2 separate regions of the Drosophila melanogaster genome follow, and region 2 is linked to region 1. Evidence: chromatin contacts called from public Hi-C data. All regions are on one chromosome and are shown on one strand. Each heading gives the region's core, a stretch centred on a gene start, on an enhancer-like site or on the middle of the called end of the contact. The rest is flanking DNA. Distances are from core to core; before and after follow the strand shown.

Evidence for each region. Hi-C and Micro-C count contacts between places; a contact is called where the count stands out from the background.
Region 2: a Hi-C map of the Kc167 cell line shows a contact between it and region 1, with 2.7 times the contacts expected there. The contact joins the promoter of PlexA here to the promoter of 4E-T in region 1. A contact is called at or near these places in 21 of 107 Hi-C or Micro-C datasets (the Clone 8 cell line, the Kc167 cell line, the OSC cell line and 8 more).

What each region holds. Positions count from the first base shown.
Region 1 is chr4:956,118-960,559 of dm6, reverse strand. 4E-T (eIF4E-Transporter) reads left to right here and starts at 2,168. Exons shown (of 8, transcript NM_166798.2): 1 at 2,168-2,554; 2 at 2,671-4,015. The coding sequence starts at 2,529. lncRNA:CR45201 (long non-coding RNA:CR45201) reads left to right here and starts at 1,126. Exons shown (of 1, transcript NR_123751.1): 1 at 1,126-1,336. It also overlaps asRNA:CR44030.
Region 2 is chr4:1,024,856-1,029,297 of dm6, reverse strand. PlexA (Plexin A) reads left to right here and starts at 2,197. Exons shown (of 10, transcript NM_001258499.2): 1 at 2,197-2,528. It overlaps Mpv17 (Mitochondrial inner membrane protein MPV17), which reads left to right. Exons shown (of 1, transcript NM_143687.4): 1 at 1-623. The coding sequence starts at 49. The coding sequence ends at 555. It also overlaps asRNA:CR44031.

The sequences.
Region 1 (4,442 bases), core at 919-3,418:
CATTATGATTCGGCTTTTACTATTTCTAAGCTATATTTAAATAATAATAACGTTAAGGCAATGCAAAACAAGAATTTTTCGCACGGTGCCAATTGATCAAAAATAATATAGATTTAATGTCTATGAACTTCTAAGGTGAAGGGCATACATATGTACATATATTGTCAAATTTACAATGCATGGATACGTGTGCACACACACAGTTGTCTGCTATCACTGTATGCGTAGAAAAGAGCTGTGCGCTGTAGCGCTCTCCGCTCTCTCGCTCTCGAACAAAAATTCGAGGGGGCCTGGAGCCACGGCGAAAAAACCGTGTGCCAAAAAATCGTAAGACGTTACGCATCCTGTTATTCTAATGTCTTTGGTATGATAATCTTTAACAATTTATTTCAAATTATTACTCCCTTGGACATGGTATGTGACGACAAATTCTCACCATACGAAAAATATGAAAAACTTTGATTTTTAATAACTCGACATATGGCTTTATTTGTACCACATTTCTTCGTACTGTGCCATACCATCCCTATTTTGCCATCCTTACGATACCGCCGTCATTATCTTCATTAATGGGTGGGTAGAGACCGTTAGGTCAATGCAGGACGGCATATAGAAATTGGGTGACGCACTCTTAGACCATAACCAAAACTATCGTATATTCTCAAAAAAAGGGGACTATGACTATAAAAATAGCTATGTATTTAACTCTAAACCTCTATAGATTTTGATAGACCATGACATTGTGTGGAACATGATGTCATTTTCTAGACATTGTGCACGAAGATCATTCCCGAAGTCGACCGAACACTTATTCCGTGCATGTTTCATCAGACCGCCGGCAGCATATTTTAGCGTTAGGCGTGCACTTCCTTGTATAACTGTGTACACCTACAAAAAATTTCAAAATCAATCTATCGGGCACGCTCCGTTAATCGAAGTACTTTACGATTTCGATTTTAAAGATTGGTGCTCCGGTTTTCAAATTCGTAAGGATTTTCGATGTGTATAACGGGCACTTTTGTCTGGCCGAAATGAAAAGTATATGCCCATTTTTATATCACGTTAGATCTTAACCAAGGGAAAAAATAGTTCAGTAGTCTATTGATTTATATTCATTAGTTATTTTATATACAATTTATTTCTGACCCCATCAAAAATTTGATATACAAAATTTTGCTGTCGGCAACAAAAATTTTCGATTTGGCATTTTAAAACGCAAGATCGGTGCTCCGGTTTTCAAATTCGTAAGGATTTTTCGATTTGTAAAACGGACACTTTTGTCTGGCCGAAATGAAAAGTATATGCCCATTTTTATATCACGTAAGATATTATTTACCAAGGGAAAAAATAGTTTACTCAGTGGTCTATTGATTTATATTAATTATTTATATTCATTATTTATTTTATATACAATTTATTTCTGACCCCATTAAAAATTTGACATACAAAATTTTGCCGTCGGCAAAAAAAATTTTCGATTTGGCATGGGGTCATGCGTGCGTCGACTAAACTTACTTATAAAATATAAAAGAATTAATTATCTTAATTTAAAAGATGGCCTATAGTGTTCGTAAGTAATGCTATTTAATTTAATTAATTAAACGGTCAAAATGCAGTAAAAAATTAAATGCGAACATCGGAATTAAAATTGTGAAAAAGGTGTCCGCTGGAAAACAGCTTAAACAGCTGTTTACTGTACAGAAAACACTCCGACAGCAAAAAATTTTACGAAATCAAATCGAATTCGGAAACAAATTACGATTATTCGGTAATGCATGCCTGATTATAATTTCTTGATTTGTTTTATATTAAATTTAAAATTTAATAGTTTAATAATATAAAAATATTCTTATTTATATTATATATTATGAGTATTTCAAATGTAAATAATCATATAAACTATTTTATAAAACATCGACGTTACATAAATAAAATTTATTTTTTGTTTTTCAAGTGTAAATAATAATATTAATCATTTTAGAAAACATTCGGCACCTTTACTCGACGCTCATACGAACGGACAGATATGCTTAGTCTGGTATCGCTTTAGCACCAGTAGGAAAAACCTAGAATTTCTTTTCCCACAAATGTCACAACTTCAAAATTCCATTGTTTCACGGTGTTTCTCTTTTAATGTTTCAATATTAATATATATAATGCCTTAAGGTTCAATAAGAACAAAATATTTTCAATGTCTATATCCCACTCCAATTTAGCGTGATATTCACAAAGCTAATCGCAACATTGTGAGCATTAAAAATTGTTATATATGTATGTAAGCGTCTTGGGATTATATTCTCATGAAACTCAACAGTCATATATATGGCCTTAAAATACGTATATATATATATATATATTAATTTTTCAAAGTGTGTGTTTGCATAAGTGGTGTGTACTATTTGTATATTCATTGTACAATTTCTCCCGTTCATATAGGAGAGTGTTCTGTTTTTAATAATTTTGGATATCTTAACTTTTTCGACTTTCTGTAATAAGTTAGATTACACAGTGAACTATAGTCCTTAGCAATGGATACATCAAAGATTAGTGCCAGGTATGTGGATTAAATATTGGTAAATTTTAGTCAACTTTTTCGATATTATTCTCGCGTACTGTTTTTTTAAACTTGTATATGTACTAACATTGTTTTAACAATCTGTTTCACATTAGGTACTCGAAAGTAGACCTGTTAGCTCTAAGATATGAAGGTAAAAGTCGACAGCGCCCGCAATGTTCAACACGACTTGAATTGCAGACGCTAGGTTTTTGGAAAATTAATCTGAACACAGCTGCGTTAACCGTGTCCAGCGCCTATTCTAATCAAAACAAGAATCGACTTTCTCCAGAAGCAGATAACTCGAGCTTAATTTGTTCCAATAGTAGCTCAATAAGTTCACGTCGCGCTATGAGAAATCGAGAACGGGCAAACAACTATTACCAGCGCTTCGTACCTACCGATTCTCTTCTAATAAGTGGGGAGGATAAAGATAAGGATGCGCTTTCTCATGGACAGCCCTATAAGTTGAATATCATCGATCACCGTAGCATATCATCTTCACATTTAATGCCGGCATTTGCAAAGAGGCGTTTTGTCATATCGAAAGGCAGCAACAGCGAGGAAAGCAACGAGGGGATAAACACTTGTGCAAGCAAGGGCAAGGCAGCCAGTTCGCCTAGCCGTAAGGGTAGCGAGTTGGATACTGCTGAGACATGTTTGAATTTTGTTCAGCCGGATCACGACCAATGCATGTCATCTTCACCTACATTTTCAACATCCCGCCAAGAAAGGCGGATTGGTAGCGGTCGGCTGTTGCCAAGAAGTGATAATTGGGATTACAAAAACGAAAAGACCGTAGAAGCCAGCATTGAGAATGAAAAGGAAACATCTCCAAATGGATCTGGAAGTACAAGCAGTCTTAATCAGCACAATCAAAGCCAACATCGTTCTCGAACATTCAGTGGAAGGTTAGTTGAACGTGTTCCCGAAGTCACAGATCGTCGTTTTCAATATGACTCCAAAAAGTCTTTTGATCGTCAGGGAATTAATAATCGACGCATTTCTGGTAAGGAGCCTTTCAGTACTCAAAGCCGAAGCAAGCGTGGCAATTCCTATCTCATTCACGAAGAACCTGAATGGTTCAGTGCAGGACCTAAATCACAGCTAGAAACTATTGATCTACACGGGTTTGAAGACCTGGAAAAAAACGAAGAGCGATCCGTAACTGAAGATAAAAATAATCAAATTCAACAACTTGATAAAAATTTAGACGCGCAAGCAAGCAAAGATGAAGCTTCGATGAGAAACAGCAATGATAGTTTAAATTTCCGCGAAGTCATTCCAAGTGATGAAAAGAAGCACACTGACGAAAATGTAGTGACTTCTATTCAAAACTCAACAGATCTCGGCCATCCCAATAAAAACAAACCAATTCAGATGCAGCCCAGTCAGAATCCTGAAAGTGAATTTAATTTTGATGCCTTTCTTAATATGCATCCCTTGGATAATTCCGTTTTGGTAAATATATTGCAAAAACTAGATTTTAAGGAATGAGTACCTAATCCATTCAGACATTACATGGACAACTTCCGGGTTACCTTTTATTGACGGATCAATAATAGTATTCAAATAAGCTGTAAATAATGATATTAACTCCCGTTACTCAAGTAAAGGGTAAAGAGTTAAAGGGTATACTAGATTCGTTGAAAAGTATGTAAACTATATATTCTTGATCAGGATCAATAGCCGAGTCGAACTGGCCATGTCCGTCTGTCCGTATGAACGTCGAGATCTCAGGAACTAAAAAAACTAGTATGTTGCAATTTAGCATACAGATTATAGATACGAAGACGCAGCACAAGCAAAGACACTAGAATAACAAGATGCGTAACGGCCATACATTGGTTTTGCACTATGCAGCCAATTTTTTAGTGACGGCCAAAAT
Region 2 (4,442 bases), core at 948-3,447, 69 kb before region 1:
TTAAAACAATTTGGATCGGGCTATGAATGGAACTGATCTCTGATAAGGATGAAGAGACTTAAAGCGTACCTAAAGGATGGCATCAATGTGGCGGCGGTAATGTGTCTGGGCGATACTATATCCCAGTTCTTTTTTGATAAGAAATCGTTGGACGAATGGGATGCGGGGCGAACCCTCCGTTTCGGCATCGTTGGACTGGTGTTCGTTGGCCCAACTTTGCGCCGGTGGTACCATTTTTTGGAGTCCCGGGTTCCCAAAACCTACTCGCCAATGCGGCGGGGCGTTACCAAAATGCTGGTCGACCAGACCCTTTTTGCGCCACCCTTTACCATGGCCATGTCTTTTTTGGTGCCACTCTCCAACGGAGAGCCCATCGACCGAATCCGGCAGCGCATTCTTGATAGCTACCTATCTATATTGGTCCGCAACTATATGCTCTGGCCGGCCGCACAGATGCTAAACTTCAGATTCGTGCCGCTGGGCTACCAGGTGCTCTACGCCCAGTTCATCGCCCTCGTATGGAACTGCTACCTCTCCATGATACTTAATAGCTAGGGCACTAAGTTCCCCGCATAAGTAATACGGTGCCTGTGTATCAAATTTAACAAATACATTATTATCCTTATCTCGACATGTGACTTCGGACTGGATTTGGTTGTCGTTTTTTTAGGGGTATTCGGCGGAAAGGCTGTACATATAGAATGGAATTTATAGTATACATGTATTATAGGCACTCGAGTTTTAATCCTACAAAGCACTTCAAAAAATTTTGCTTGAAATCTTATTTCCCTCCGTTATTAGTCGGTTGGGCATGTGCTTCTCAAAATATTTACTCGATCATTTAAATTTGAATTGGATAAGCAAGATTGTATCATAACGACGTCACGCCCAATCTAACGCCCACAATTTCTGTGGGCGTTGTGTTGTTATTTTGTTTTCATTTAATTATCTGTCATGATATTGACATACCACAAAAATTTTGCCACACCCAAACTGTTATGCCCACTCTTAAGAATTATTTTTCGATTTTATTTTATAAATTCTCTTGGCTGTTTCTATCGATTTGCCAAACGTATTTTAGCCACGCCCACTGTTCCCACTATCTGAATAACGGGTAAACCTTTTATTTCTGACATTTTAAGGCAGATTGTGGGAGGTAGGGTTAAACAACAAACGTTCTGCAACAATCTTGAAAAATGTGGCGTCACTTGAATCTACATGCTCTGAGCTCTCTAGAGTTCATAGTTCCGAAAATATCAATTCTCCATAAGTTTGTTCCTTTCTACATTTCTATTTTACGATTTAGGGGAATAAACTTTTGAAAAGTGCGTCAACGGTATCTTCTGACAGTTTCCCACAAGTTGTTGATATCCTGTTGTTTAACGTGAGATAGACGATTTATGGATAGAATTTACCTTAGTAGCGCCAAAAATACCGCAAACTGCGCACGCACGAAGCTGAGAATGTAAGCAGCCAATAGTGGAATACACTTCATGTGTACATGTGCAAATAAACACCCTGCAATTCAATTCATTTAACTTTTATCTATATGTCATTTCTTAGAAAAAATCTCTATTGCTAATCAGCCCTCAAAACAGTGAAATTATTGATTATTTTTTTTTCTTACTAACTAACTAAGTCTCTAACTACATGGTCATAACAACAATGCTTTAAATCAGATGTGTAAATATGCACATCTGCAGTCGGTGTCAGTTGAAGATATTTCAATAGGTCATAAAATGTGCACAAAGGCCAACAAAAAAAAGTTGTGCCATGAAATTTTAAATAACAAAATTATGCTTTGATACAGTTTGCGCACATATTTGCTGTGGATTGAGGAGCTGTTAGCATGAAATTCTTAAGTCCAATTTTTCAATTTACATTTTCATTGTGAACAGACCTTTATAGTCTCATCACACTATCGATATTAAAGAAAACGAATATATTAAATATATTTATTTCATTTTTTAATAATGCTCAAGGAAATTAGAGAGATAATAAATATTATCTGGCTTGGGAATCAAACCCCTTCCAAATTACTTTCGTACGAGTCATTACACAGTAACAACAAGACATTTTCCATGTACTCGTGAACATTACATTTTGAAGTGTGCCATCGGTTAATTTAGGTATCGATAGTGATAGGTATGAACGGGTCTTAGGACTAACAACTAGTTGTTTAATTCTCTCCTCTGCCTTATAGTATCGATAACATTTACATACAATGATGTGTAAATTAAAGTGTGGTGTAATTCGAAAATAGACAGAAATTATGTTCAGTGACTTGCGATGTAAAGAAATAATAGTTAATGAGTGAAATATAGGAAAACAAACAGTAAGCCGGATTTCCGATTGTTCACTAGAAAACTATCGCCGTTCCATAATTCAGATATACATACAAAATTGTCATTTTTTGCTAAATATTAAAAAAAGTGTAATAAAATCATTTAACGTTCCAGTGTATATTGCATTGCTTTAGAATTATTAAGAAAATACAAATTTTCTTTAACTGGTATACAACGTTGTATGTATGTAAAAATTAAAAACGGCCATGCAATCATTTTGTTTTATGTACTTAAGTATATATTATATTTATGTAAATAGTATTTTTAAAAAGTGTGGCTCTTATTTAAATACATTGTTAGCTGCGTTTCACACATACGAAATTAAATGCATCATGCATTGGGAAAGATAGCAGCAAAATAAAATTTGCTGTATATGATGTGCATGTGTATGCATATAAATATATACATTTTGTATAGATGTGTGTGCACCAGAATATCCCAAAAATTCCAAATGCAAAAGATCGAGTTTTACTTCTCTCAATAATCTTTGCCTAAAAACATTTAAACTAAGTGCACTTACATTTTACCGGTTTATTATATGTATTTAAATTCGGGCGCTGGCCAAATTTGTATGTATGTATGTGCAGTATGCATATATGCATTTGCAATGAAATTACCAAATATTGTGCACGCTCGCCCAAATTTGAAATCCTGGAATAGCCGTGAATATACTTTAAAACTACATAAATTCTCTATAACGAAATGGCTTGGAATAAGTGGCCTGAGTGCGAATATATGTAAGTGGAAAAAAATTGAACGTTTGGAACTGAATTTGTTCAAAGTTTTACAATTAATGTGTTAGGTAGAGGAAATTTTTTATTGCAAAAACGAGATATGCTTATATAGCATACATAGGAAACTCCTTAGCTTGGGATTTCCATTCCATTAATATTTATAGCATGATATGGATTCATGTTTAATATATATGTACAGTTGCGGTCAACATATTAGCGGCAGTAGCGGAATATATTTTGGTCGGTTATAGTCCTATTCGGAGACAGTAAATGGTAGAGCACGTTGGTTCATGAATTATGCTTTGGGTGAGATTTTCATATTAAGGAGTTGAGCCAGTATATCTGAAGCTCCATCTTCAGTTCCGTCACCGGGTTCTTGCTTTGCCGAACCAAGCGCTTGGATGCTTGGAGAGCATCCAAGTTGGACATTGAAGGCTTTCCTCGCCGCGTTTCGTTCTTTTCGACAAACAGCAGTGATTTGCGGATCATTTTGTTTGAACAACCGACAATGCGACCAATTTCAGCGTAGGTTTTACCTTCAGAGATCACGTTTTTAATCAAATTTCTTTTTTCGACGGTACAATGCTTTCCGTGACCCATGACTAGAGAATTTTTGGTCTTCGTTTGGAGCAAATTCAATTAAAACCTTTAATGCAACACCTTTTTTTCAAAATTTGTCGTAAAAAAAACCAAAGCAATCACTCCCATTAATTTTATTCAGCAAATACGTTTTCAGTGCTATTTTTGTTACCGCCTCATTTCGCGCACTTTTGCAGCAAGTGCCCAAAAACAAAAAGAACCGTTAAATTGAGAGACTAAAAATTTATTGCTCAAAGAGGCAACATATGGTACTTATTATTCATGCAATCTGGCTTAAAAAAAAAAAAATTTATAATTTTTTTTAGGATATCAATTTTCCACCTGCAGTAGTGCTATTATTTTAACCTTAACTGTAGTTTCAAAACTATTTGTACGACATCATTTTAAACTATGCGATAAACTACCCATGTTTCAGGGAAGTACACTTACAGCCAACCCACAGTTTTTGTTTTGACGTGATTAAATTTTTAAACTGAGTTTTTTTGGCTGTGAAGATTTTCAAAATTACGATTTATTGGGTGTTCACGAAATACATTTATAATCTATATGTAACAGCATTTCAATGTTTGGTGATCCACACAAATAGAATTCGAAAGAATACTATAGTCGAGTTCCCCGACTCAGATACCCGTAACTCAGCTAGTGTGAATGCGAACGCGAAATTGCTTTATTTTTCTGGGATATCAATATTAAGGAATAAAATGAGAAAAAATTTAAAATTTGTTTTAAAATGTGAGCGTGGCAGTTTTGCGCGGTTTTAGGG